Linked DNA regions of Neogale vison: region 1 is linked to region 2. A link is a contact called in public Hi-C data. All regions are on one chromosome and are shown on one strand. Each heading gives the region's core, a stretch centred on a gene start, on an enhancer-like site or on the middle of the called end of the contact. The rest is flanking DNA. Distances are from core to core; before and after follow the strand shown. Region 1 holds the start of DGKA (diacylglycerol kinase alpha). Region 2 holds the start of PA2G4 (proliferation-associated protein 2G4).

Region 1 (4,589 bases), core at 1,592-4,091, 170 kb after region 2:
AGGAAGCAGTTGTATGGCACAAAGAAAGAATTCAGTAAATGTTAGCTCTTACTTTTGTTGTTGTTGTTGTTGTTACACAAAGGTTGTACATGGAGAAACACATCTGGACATTAGGAAAAATGGTGCCAGGAAGTCAACAGTTCAAGGGGCTCTCAAGAGCAGGGAAGCCCAGTCATACCCTTTGCCCCATTGTGTCATCTTAGGCATAGACATGGAGTATTGAGATCCTGCACTCTGCCTTTGGGAGGTGAGGAGGTAGCTAGAAGCTAGACTGTCAAGGTCCAAGGACACCTCTGGGCTGGGACCTCAGACAAAGGGCTCCTGGTATCTTTTCAGTTGTCCTCCTGAGTTGTCTCACCAAAAGTTTTGCTGCCCGTGTTGCTGAAAGGCATATAAACTGTTAGGATCCTGGACCCTAACAAACCGTAACAAGTCCAATTTTGTCCTCCCTGCTCCATCCCAGCCCTGAGGCTATAACCTGGGCTAGTCCAGGCGAATGCCAGGGTTGGGCGGGTGAGGTCTGCTGCCCGCCTGCCAGCTATCTGTGACTCACCCTTCCTTTCCCTCCTCTGGCTTCCCTGCCCACCCCTACCAACCTGAGGTGAGAAAGTAAGAAGCTGACTTGGAGGCAGAGACTCCTGGAACATCCTCAGAGCTGGGAGGTACCAACTCTCACACTTTCCAGAGGAGGAAACTGAGGCCCAGACAGAGAGCCACAATCTCAGGATCATACCCAAATTCCAGACATCCTGTCCTTTGTCCATTCCATTAAATTGTAGCGCCTCTACTTTCTAGATCTTACTTTAAACAGTAAATACCAAAATTGCTCGTAACCAAGAGATAAATATGATTTCCAAGGCCAGTACCATTATTTAAAGTTTCCTTTTTCACTTCAATATCTGTCACTCCCATTCCAAATCATATAAATTCATCATTACTCAAGAATCAGCTATGCCCCCAGAACATTCAGGATGACCCAGCAAGAATCCCAAGAGGCAGGTCCAGGCCTGATTACCTGGACTTCTGAATCTCTTAACCACAACAGGGCCTGCATCCTCCTCCTCTTTCCCAGGACCGAGGGAGGGTCTATTCTTTCTTGCCCATCCCTATTACTTGTCAGTGGCCCTGGCAAGGGAATAATTAGCCTTGAAGTCTCAAAATTCATTAAGCCTCCACAAACACTGCAGATGGTAATGTTGCCTGATTAAGGGTATGTGTGTGTGTGTGAGAGAGAGAGAGAGAGAGAGAGAGAGTGTGTGTGTATGTAGTACAGGAGGAAGTTACGATGTTGGCATGGTTGGGGGATGTGGGCTCATAGTAATGAGGCTGAAGAGATGCCCAGTAGTAGTCACATTTCTTCCTCAGTAAAGCTCACTTCCCCCATTTAGAGGTGAAAAGTGGGATTCAGACCCAGGTAGTTTCAGAAACTTTCCGGTGACAGGTGTGGAAAGGGTAGGGGTGGGAAGTTGGGCACCAGGAGGCCAAAGAAGAACCCCTGTGCACCGCCCGCAGTGCTGTGTAGGTTCCAAAACGGACTTCGCTTGACTCGGGCCCCTAGGAGCCAAGCTTCACCATCCCTCCGAGTGACAGGGGGGATGGAGGGGAAGGTCTGGGGGAGACGCTGCCTACGGAGCTCTGGCCCAGCTCTCCAGCTGCCCTCCGCGTCCTGGCGCAAACCCTTCTAGCTACCGGCTCCAGCTGTGGGGCTTCCTCCTCGGCCCTGCAGCCCTACCCCAGCCCGGCGGCGGCCCCTCCCGCGGCCCCCGCCCCCTCCGGCTCCGGGGGGGTGGGGAGGGTGGGAGGCTCGGGGGGTCTCGCGGGGTCTCTACCTTGCCTGCGGAGGGCGCGCGGTGGGAGCTGAAGCGCCGGCGCGGGAGCTGGAGCCCGAGCGGGGTTGGAGGGGACCGACCAGGCAGGCGCGGCCGCCGCGAGGCCGCCCCGTTCCTGACGACACAGCTGCCCGCCCCCCGCCCCGGCCTGGCCGCCTGCGCCCAGTGTCCGCGCCCCCGACTACGGGAACTCCGGTCTGGAGAGGCCCCTGTTTCCAGTTCACCAAGCTTGAGCCGCCCCCTCACCCCCAGTATCTCCAGAGCTCTGGCCTGTGCCTCTTTCTCCACATCCTGCGCTTCTCATCTTCTTCCCGCCTCGGGACAGCTCGGTTTCTATCCATCTTCCAGTCTTTCTAATCAACCCATAGCCTCTCCCTTCATCCCAGCCCTGGAAGGTCATGATAGAAGGCAGGGCCGCTGATGGCACAGCTTGGCAGGGGCCCACCCAGGCAACGTCTGACCCTCTCCTAATTGCCGCCATCCAGGGATTTCCCTCCCCAACTCCTTTCCATCCACCACTGAAAGAATTCATACTCAGAAGATTCCACAGCAGCAAGCCCAGAGTCCCAGACACTGCATCGTGAGATACAAATGCCTCCCTCCTCCCATGGGCTCCGCAGTGTTTAACACTGTTTGAGGCCCACCTTTGCCTCTAGGTTTTTCACCCCTCTAAAACCCAAACACCAGAGGGCTCAGACTTGTTTTCCCCAATATAAGTATACCTCCTTCTCTCAAGACTCAGGGCCTTCCCTTAATTCTTGGGTTGTTCAGGTGCGAGGAGCACTCAGGTCGGTGTTCACTCTTTCTCCATGCTCTAACCCTCCCACTTTACCTGCTGACCTTGGCAGGTCTGTAAAAGGCCCCCGCCAGAAGTAGGGGTGAGAGAAGATCCTTTCAGCTCCTCCTGTCTGGAATCTGTTTTGAAGTTGTTAAGGCTCTTGGGGCAGCATGGATGATGGCAGGACTGACGGTGAGTACAACCGAGATACACAGAGGCCTAGGACTTACTGGTAGGAACTGGGGACCCAGGCATCCTCCTCCCTGGCCCCGCCCCAACCCAGGCTAACCCCCTCCTACCCGTCCTTGAACTAGGGCACAGTAACAGGGCTTGAGTTCCTGGAATCTTCCCTCTTACACCTGGTGATAAAAGAGAGGGGGAGGGGAGAGCTCTGACTGGAAGGGTGTATTGTGTGATGTGTGTATGTGTGTGTATACACACATATCCACACACATAATATAGACATCCTTTTGGTGGGGGTTGGAGAGAAGGCATGACTACATGAGGCCCTCTAGTGGCAATGAAGGGATCTAAGCAGTTCTTGAATGTTTCCATACAGGCTTGTTGGAAAAAAACCTCCATTTTTATCAGAAATGTAACTGCTGAGAAATAGGGCTTGGGAGTATTGTTGTACCTGAACTGGAGATCTGAAGGAGGCAGGGGTTGGAGAAGGTCTGTCTCTCTGCTCCTGTCTCCCAGTCTTAAAAAGACAAGGGCCATGCTATTCCCATGCTTTTTCTCCCCTTCTTTTTTTTTTTTTTAATTATTATTTTAAAGTAATCTCCACACCCAACATGGGGCTTGAACTCACAACATAGAGATCGAATCACATGCTCCACCCACTGAGCCTGTCCCCTACCTATATAACCTCTTTAGTCATAAGGAATCATAATCTCTTGAATGCCCATTATGCACTAGGTCCTGTGCTTAGTTCTGTAGACAGCCAAAGACATAGCACAACTTAAGGAATGCAGTAAAGAGTGGCTTGGGGTGTGTGTGTGTGTGTGTGTGTGTATGTGTATGTGTAAAGCCTCCCCACTCTAAGCTATCCTAAACATACAAAATATAAGAAAGAACAAGTCTCCTAGCACCTCTTGCAGTTTTCTGCCCCTGGACCTCTCATCTAGAATGATACTAAACCTTAAGGCACTCAGCTTTGCTTGCAAACGATGCTAGTGGTGATAACACATTACATATGACCTGTGTTTTTCACTCCATCCTTGGATATGTCTCTACTTGCACTTAAATTGCTCCTGTTAAGGTGGTTTCTTTTTTTTTTTTTTTTTTTTGAGACTTCAAAGTGGGGCCCGGGGTGATCGCTCTAAGGAATAGGATGAAATCTGTCATACCCAAAGCTTCTTTGTGTCTTCTTTAAGATCTGTGGTCCATCATACATCGTCAGTTATTGGTGAGGGTAGGAGGGGAAGAAAGGCCAAGAAACATCTAAGGAGGAGGCGTATAATGCCTACTGTTTCCAGGTGCTCATTTCTTTAATCAACCACATCACAAAAATCAGAAAGAAAGAAACCGCAATGAACAAAGGGAAAGGAAAAAACAACAGCCTTGTTCTCCCCAGCCTCTTCTTTCTCCTCTTCCTTCACAGGGTGTGTGTTTGTGTGGGGTAGGGGGGGCACATCCGGGGCCCAGGGCTGGGTCCCAGTCAGGTCTGCTGGGCAGACAATTGAGTTTCACTTCCTGTCCAACCCAGAACAGAGGCAAAATGTCTGGCGGCACAAGGGGAGGGAGGGTTAAGGTTGGTGGTGGACAAGGGCCACTTTAGGATTCACTCTTGCAGAAAGGTGCAACATATCCCTCTAAAGGTTTAAGCCCACGCTCTCACCTGTGATAATCATTAGTAACAAGGCTAAGGACAGGATGCTGACTCAGTGAGCCCGAAGGACATTGTTCAAATAGAGTAGGGGTTAAGAAAGGCAGTGTTAGAACACTTGCAATAAGTGTGTATGGAATGCAGATCAGTTTTA
Region 2 (4,499 bases), core at 483-2,982:
CAATTAGATGTTAGTAATCTCAATCTGTGTAAATTTATTTCCTCATCAACCAGTATATAAACCAAGGGGACTTAACCTAAGTTTCCTGGGCTTCAACAGGCTCATGGCTTACAGATCTTAGCACATCTCAAAGAGGTGTTAAGACCCAAAAAAAAGTTTCAAACTGGTATCTGGGATCACAAGTGCCCCGGAGTTCTAAGTTGCAAGGGAAAACATTTTTTTCTAATTCAAACCACTAATACTAAAAAGTACCCCAAAGCGGGGGTACTACATTAAATGCCCATTATGTTATAAAGCATTGTTCTGTTCAGTGGATGTCCTCCTCTCCATGGCTTATCCTGAACTACAGGTTTGATTTTTGTCATTCTAGGTTTTGGTGAATCTTTGGAAGTGTGAAAGGTTCAGGTTTTCAGCCATAGGACTAAAGAGATCCTAAATACCTATCTTTACTGTCAAAACCATTTAAAAGCCCAAACCCCACCATTTTCTGTCTTCCTAACTGGGTATTAAAGTGAAAAGGTGAACTGGATAGAGAGAAAATAGAAAGTAAGACATCTGCCTAGATTGGCAGGCAGCTGCTAAGGTCAGAGCACAGTCCTAATGAGGATGACGTCTGAGACCCTAAAATCAGTAGCCCCCCCTTCAGTACTATTCACAAGACTGCCTAGTTGAGGTGAGAACCTCAAAACACTCCCAGAATTGACAAGCCCCAGAGAACAATCAAATTTGATGGCTAACTAAGGCTATCTGCACAGATTGTTGGTAGTAATGAGTAACTTCAAGGAAAGCCAGATAGATCTTCAAGAGCTGTGTTAGATCTCCAGGAGTTCCCTCCAACGGTCCCTGAGCTGGCCCAAAGGTAGAAGGGGGCCCCACCAGCTAAGGAGTTTTAGTAAAAAACGCAAGACTCCAGTAAAGCACGTGGTAAGGAAGCTGGTGTCAGGGACGGTAGCGGAAGAAGAGAGCCGGCGATCCGCATGGGAACCCGGCGACACGTGCCGGCTGGGCCCCTGACGCCGCGGAGCCAAAACAAAATAGAGGGGCGCTTCCGTCGCCAACAGCTGGGCGCTTCCTTTTCGAGGTGGCCTTGCCGCTGCCAGAACCAGAGAAGGCAGGGAGCCGGAGCTAAGGGTGAGGGGCTTAAGATGCACCCTGACTCCTGATTAACGGCCTAAGGTCCGAGACGGCTGAGGGCCCTCGCTCTGCGCTCTTCCCGGTAGCGGGCCCGCACCTCCCCAGACTCCAGCCCAGGCCTGGCGGCTCAGGTCCCAGGCGCAACACGGAGTCTTCCCACCACGCCACCCCCAGCGGACCGGAGAGGGGCCCTCAGTAGCTCACTCTGCATGACCCCACCGCTCCAGCCCCTCCGGAGCCAGTCCAGCCCCGTCCCCCTTGCCTCCCCCTCTCAGCCTCGATCCCCGGACCCCCGAGGCCCGCACTCACGGTTGGCGATGTCGCCCCCCATCTTATACTTGGTCACGACCAGGTCCTCGGCAATAGTTTGCTCCTGCTGCTCGTCCTCGCCAGACATCTTCCCACCACCACCACCACCACCACTGCAACCTCGTTCCCCCTGAGCCGCCGCCTCTGCCTCCCTTCTAGCCGCAGGCTGTGGCTAGAGCCCCTTCGATCCGCGAGGAGAGCGCGAGCAAAAGCGCGAGCTAGCAGGGGAGCAGGCAGGCGGGCGAGAGCGAGAAGCTGAGAGCGCGCGGGCTGAAGCACAAGGCACGCTGGGACGACGAGTCCTTTCTACACCCCGCCTCTAGCCGACCTTGCCGACTCTTGAACTACAATTCCCAGCCCGCCTTTCGCGCCCCTCAGCCAGGCCCTGGGGCCTTGCCCTCCGAGGGCCTCGCACGCCGGAGTCGCCAAGCACGCCGGGAAGGGTCAGGCTCCGGCAGGAAGGCGGAGCCGTTGGCGAGCCTGAGGGGAAGCGTGGTCTCTCCCGGAAAAACCACATCCACCAGGAGCACTGAGCTAGAACTCGTAACAGGGAGGGGCGGGCTAAAGGGAGAAGGGGCGGAGCTACGGCGGGGCCTGGAGAGTAGAGGCAGCCCCGCAGGGTGGAGCAGGGTGGAGCCTCGGCGATGGGGGAGTGAATACAGTCGGGGCGGGGAGGCTGGGTGCGCCCTTCCCCGGATCCCTAGAGCGGCCGGCGGGACCGGCTCATCCGGTCCAGTCATCCTCTGATGTTGGGGGTCGGGGAGGGGCAAGAGCGCTGTGGTAGGAGACCAAGGGTGCAACGAGCGGGGGCTAACTGGGCAGCGAAGAGTCCGGAGAGATCATCCATTCACAGCCTCCCAGTCTAGGAGCCAGACTCCACTGAAGATGGCACTGTTGTTCCAACAATAGGCTTTGATGGCAACTAAGGGAAGTGTTCATATAGACTTTTTCAAGAGTAAGAGTTCTGAAACATACGGGAGTTTCAGTGTTCCACCTCATGAGGCACATCAATAAGGCTTTTTCGCAAACGTGGGTTTTCTGGTTTTTTTTTTTTTTTTTAAGATTTTTATTTATTTATTTGACAGAGATCACAAGTAGGCAGAGAGGCAGGGAGAGATCGAGAGAGGAGGAAGCAGGCTCCCCACTGAGCAGAAAGCCCGATGTGGGACTCGATCCCAGGACCCTGAGATCATGACCTGAGCTGAAGGCAGCGGCTTAACCCACTGAGCCACTCAGGCGCCCCATGGTTTTTTTTTCTTATTCCCGGTGGGTTGTCCTGTAAAGAGATCCCTAGTAAAAGCTTTCAGTGAAAAGGACTGTGTGCTATGCTTGTCTTCAGCAGATACAAAGAAAAGTAGGGCTGAGTAAACTGCAAGATGCAGAATAGAAGGGGTCACAAGACAGAACAGCATGCGGTGGCGGCTACCCACTGCTGAGGAGCAAAGGGGTGACTTTACACACTAAAGGTTTTCTTACATTTGACAGACAGGAAGCTGAAAAACCGGCATTTTTTTATTCAGGTGCGTATAAAAACAAAACAAAAATCTTCAGTGATAACAAGACACCCCGTTTCCCATCCGAGCAAAGGCCTGAAGCTGGGTCCTCTTTCTATCCCAACTGGTTGTTTCCCTGGATGAGTACAGACCCTAAAAGTGGCTCTTGGGACTCTTGTGAATCTGTCCCTTGGGTAAGAAGTGATCATTTACAGCACATATGGATTATGGTTTACACAAAAATGTCCAGTTATTTTTTCCTTCCGACCATCCCCTTCCCCCACTTCCTGAGATGAGAAGTCTGGGTGTAGGAGGAGGCTGGGGTTGTTGGGGTTAGACTTGATTCAGTGCAAAAACAAGACGACAATGCCCTGACAAGGACTCTGACTTACCAGTTTGCCTTGATACCTTACAGGGAGAAAACCTGCAAATGGGAGATTCTGAATCCAGGACCCACCACTTTATGTACTTAATCTCTTTAAGGCTCAGTTTCCTTATTTGTGAAATGGGAGAATAACTAGCTCACAGAATCGTTGTAAGCATTAGATGAGATAACATAGGTAAACTTTAGCATGATGCCTGGCATAGTAGATGCAGAATTAATAGTACTCTAAATATCTGTGCCCAACCTCTTTCTTCACTCAAGATTTGAAGCTTTCCATTCTTTCCAGGGGGCTGAGTCATCAGCCAAAATTTTACTTTCCCCTGCCTCGTTCCCCCCAACCCACTTTCCCCTTCCTTACTAGTCTGGTAGGAAACAAAAGCACACTTTAAAGCCTAATCTCAACAAGTCAGAGTCTGAGAGAAAGGGACATGGGAGTAATCCTTCATATCTCCAGGGAGTCTCCCTGAGGAAGCTGAGGAATGGGATTAGGAACACACATAAAATAGGGGAAAATCTCCTTTTCCTGGATTGGGAAAGGGAAGAAAGTGCACAGCTGGCTACATCTCACAAGAATTTTGTTGCAGTGTTTAAAAGCCTCCAAAGGTTGAATGGAATTGTCTAGGGCTGGGGAAATAGGGCTAAGACCCGTGAGAGAGGGACTAGGGAGAAGAGGGGTACCCTTTAGAGGCAATAGCTGCCATCAAATGCTCCCTGAGTACTTCAGTGAGCAGAGGTTATGTTCTCTGAGCATTAGCCTTGGGGAAAAGCCTGCTATGCCAGTAATCAGGGTTATCAAAAGCGGAGTCAGTGGCTTCTAAACTACGGAGAGTTTTGAGGCGAGCACAGTGGACATGGGGGGCATGGTGTCCAGGCCCCTGGAAAGCTCTCATCTCTTCATAACCTTGCTCAGCCGCTGGGCAGGCCCCCATGGCTGCGTAATCTCCCCCAGGAGCTCCTCCACCATGTCGCCGATTCATATATTCATAGTCCTCATCTGGGGTTGTGCCAGCAGCAGGCATGAGGGGCACAGGGTTGAGTGGGCAACTCTGTGTGCTGCCCAGGGAAGCACTGAGGTCTGATCCCACATCCATGTACTCATAACCCAGCTCCTCAAGAGAACTGGGCCTAGGGGGACGAGTTGGACTGCGCCTTCTCCTCCGGTTCATGTACTCATACTC

Evidence for each region. A called contact is a pair of places that touch in the nucleus more often than the background predicts.
Region 1: a Hi-C map of fibroblasts shows a contact between it and region 2, with 5 times the contacts expected there. The contact joins the promoter of DGKA here to the promoter of PA2G4 in region 2. A contact is called at or near these places in 2 of 3 Hi-C or Micro-C datasets (fibroblasts and muscle).

What each region holds. Positions count from the first base shown.
Region 1 is chr12:96,639,144-96,643,732 of ASM_NN_V1, forward strand. DGKA (diacylglycerol kinase alpha) reads right to left here and starts at 2,842. Exons shown (of 24, transcript XM_044228934.1): 1 at 2,670-2,842. It overlaps PYM1 (partner of Y14 and mago), which reads left to right and starts at 2,742. Exons shown (of 3, transcript XM_044228940.1): 1 at 2,742-2,799. The coding sequence starts at 2,778.
Region 2 is chr12:96,469,409-96,473,907 of ASM_NN_V1, forward strand. It overlaps PA2G4 (proliferation-associated protein 2G4), which reads right to left and starts at 1,733. Exons shown (of 13, transcript XM_044227245.1): 1 at 1,444-1,733. The coding sequence starts at 1,531. ERBB3 (receptor tyrosine-protein kinase erbB-3) reads right to left here. Exons shown (of 28, transcript XM_044226295.1): 28 at 2,938-4,499. The coding sequence ends at 4,056.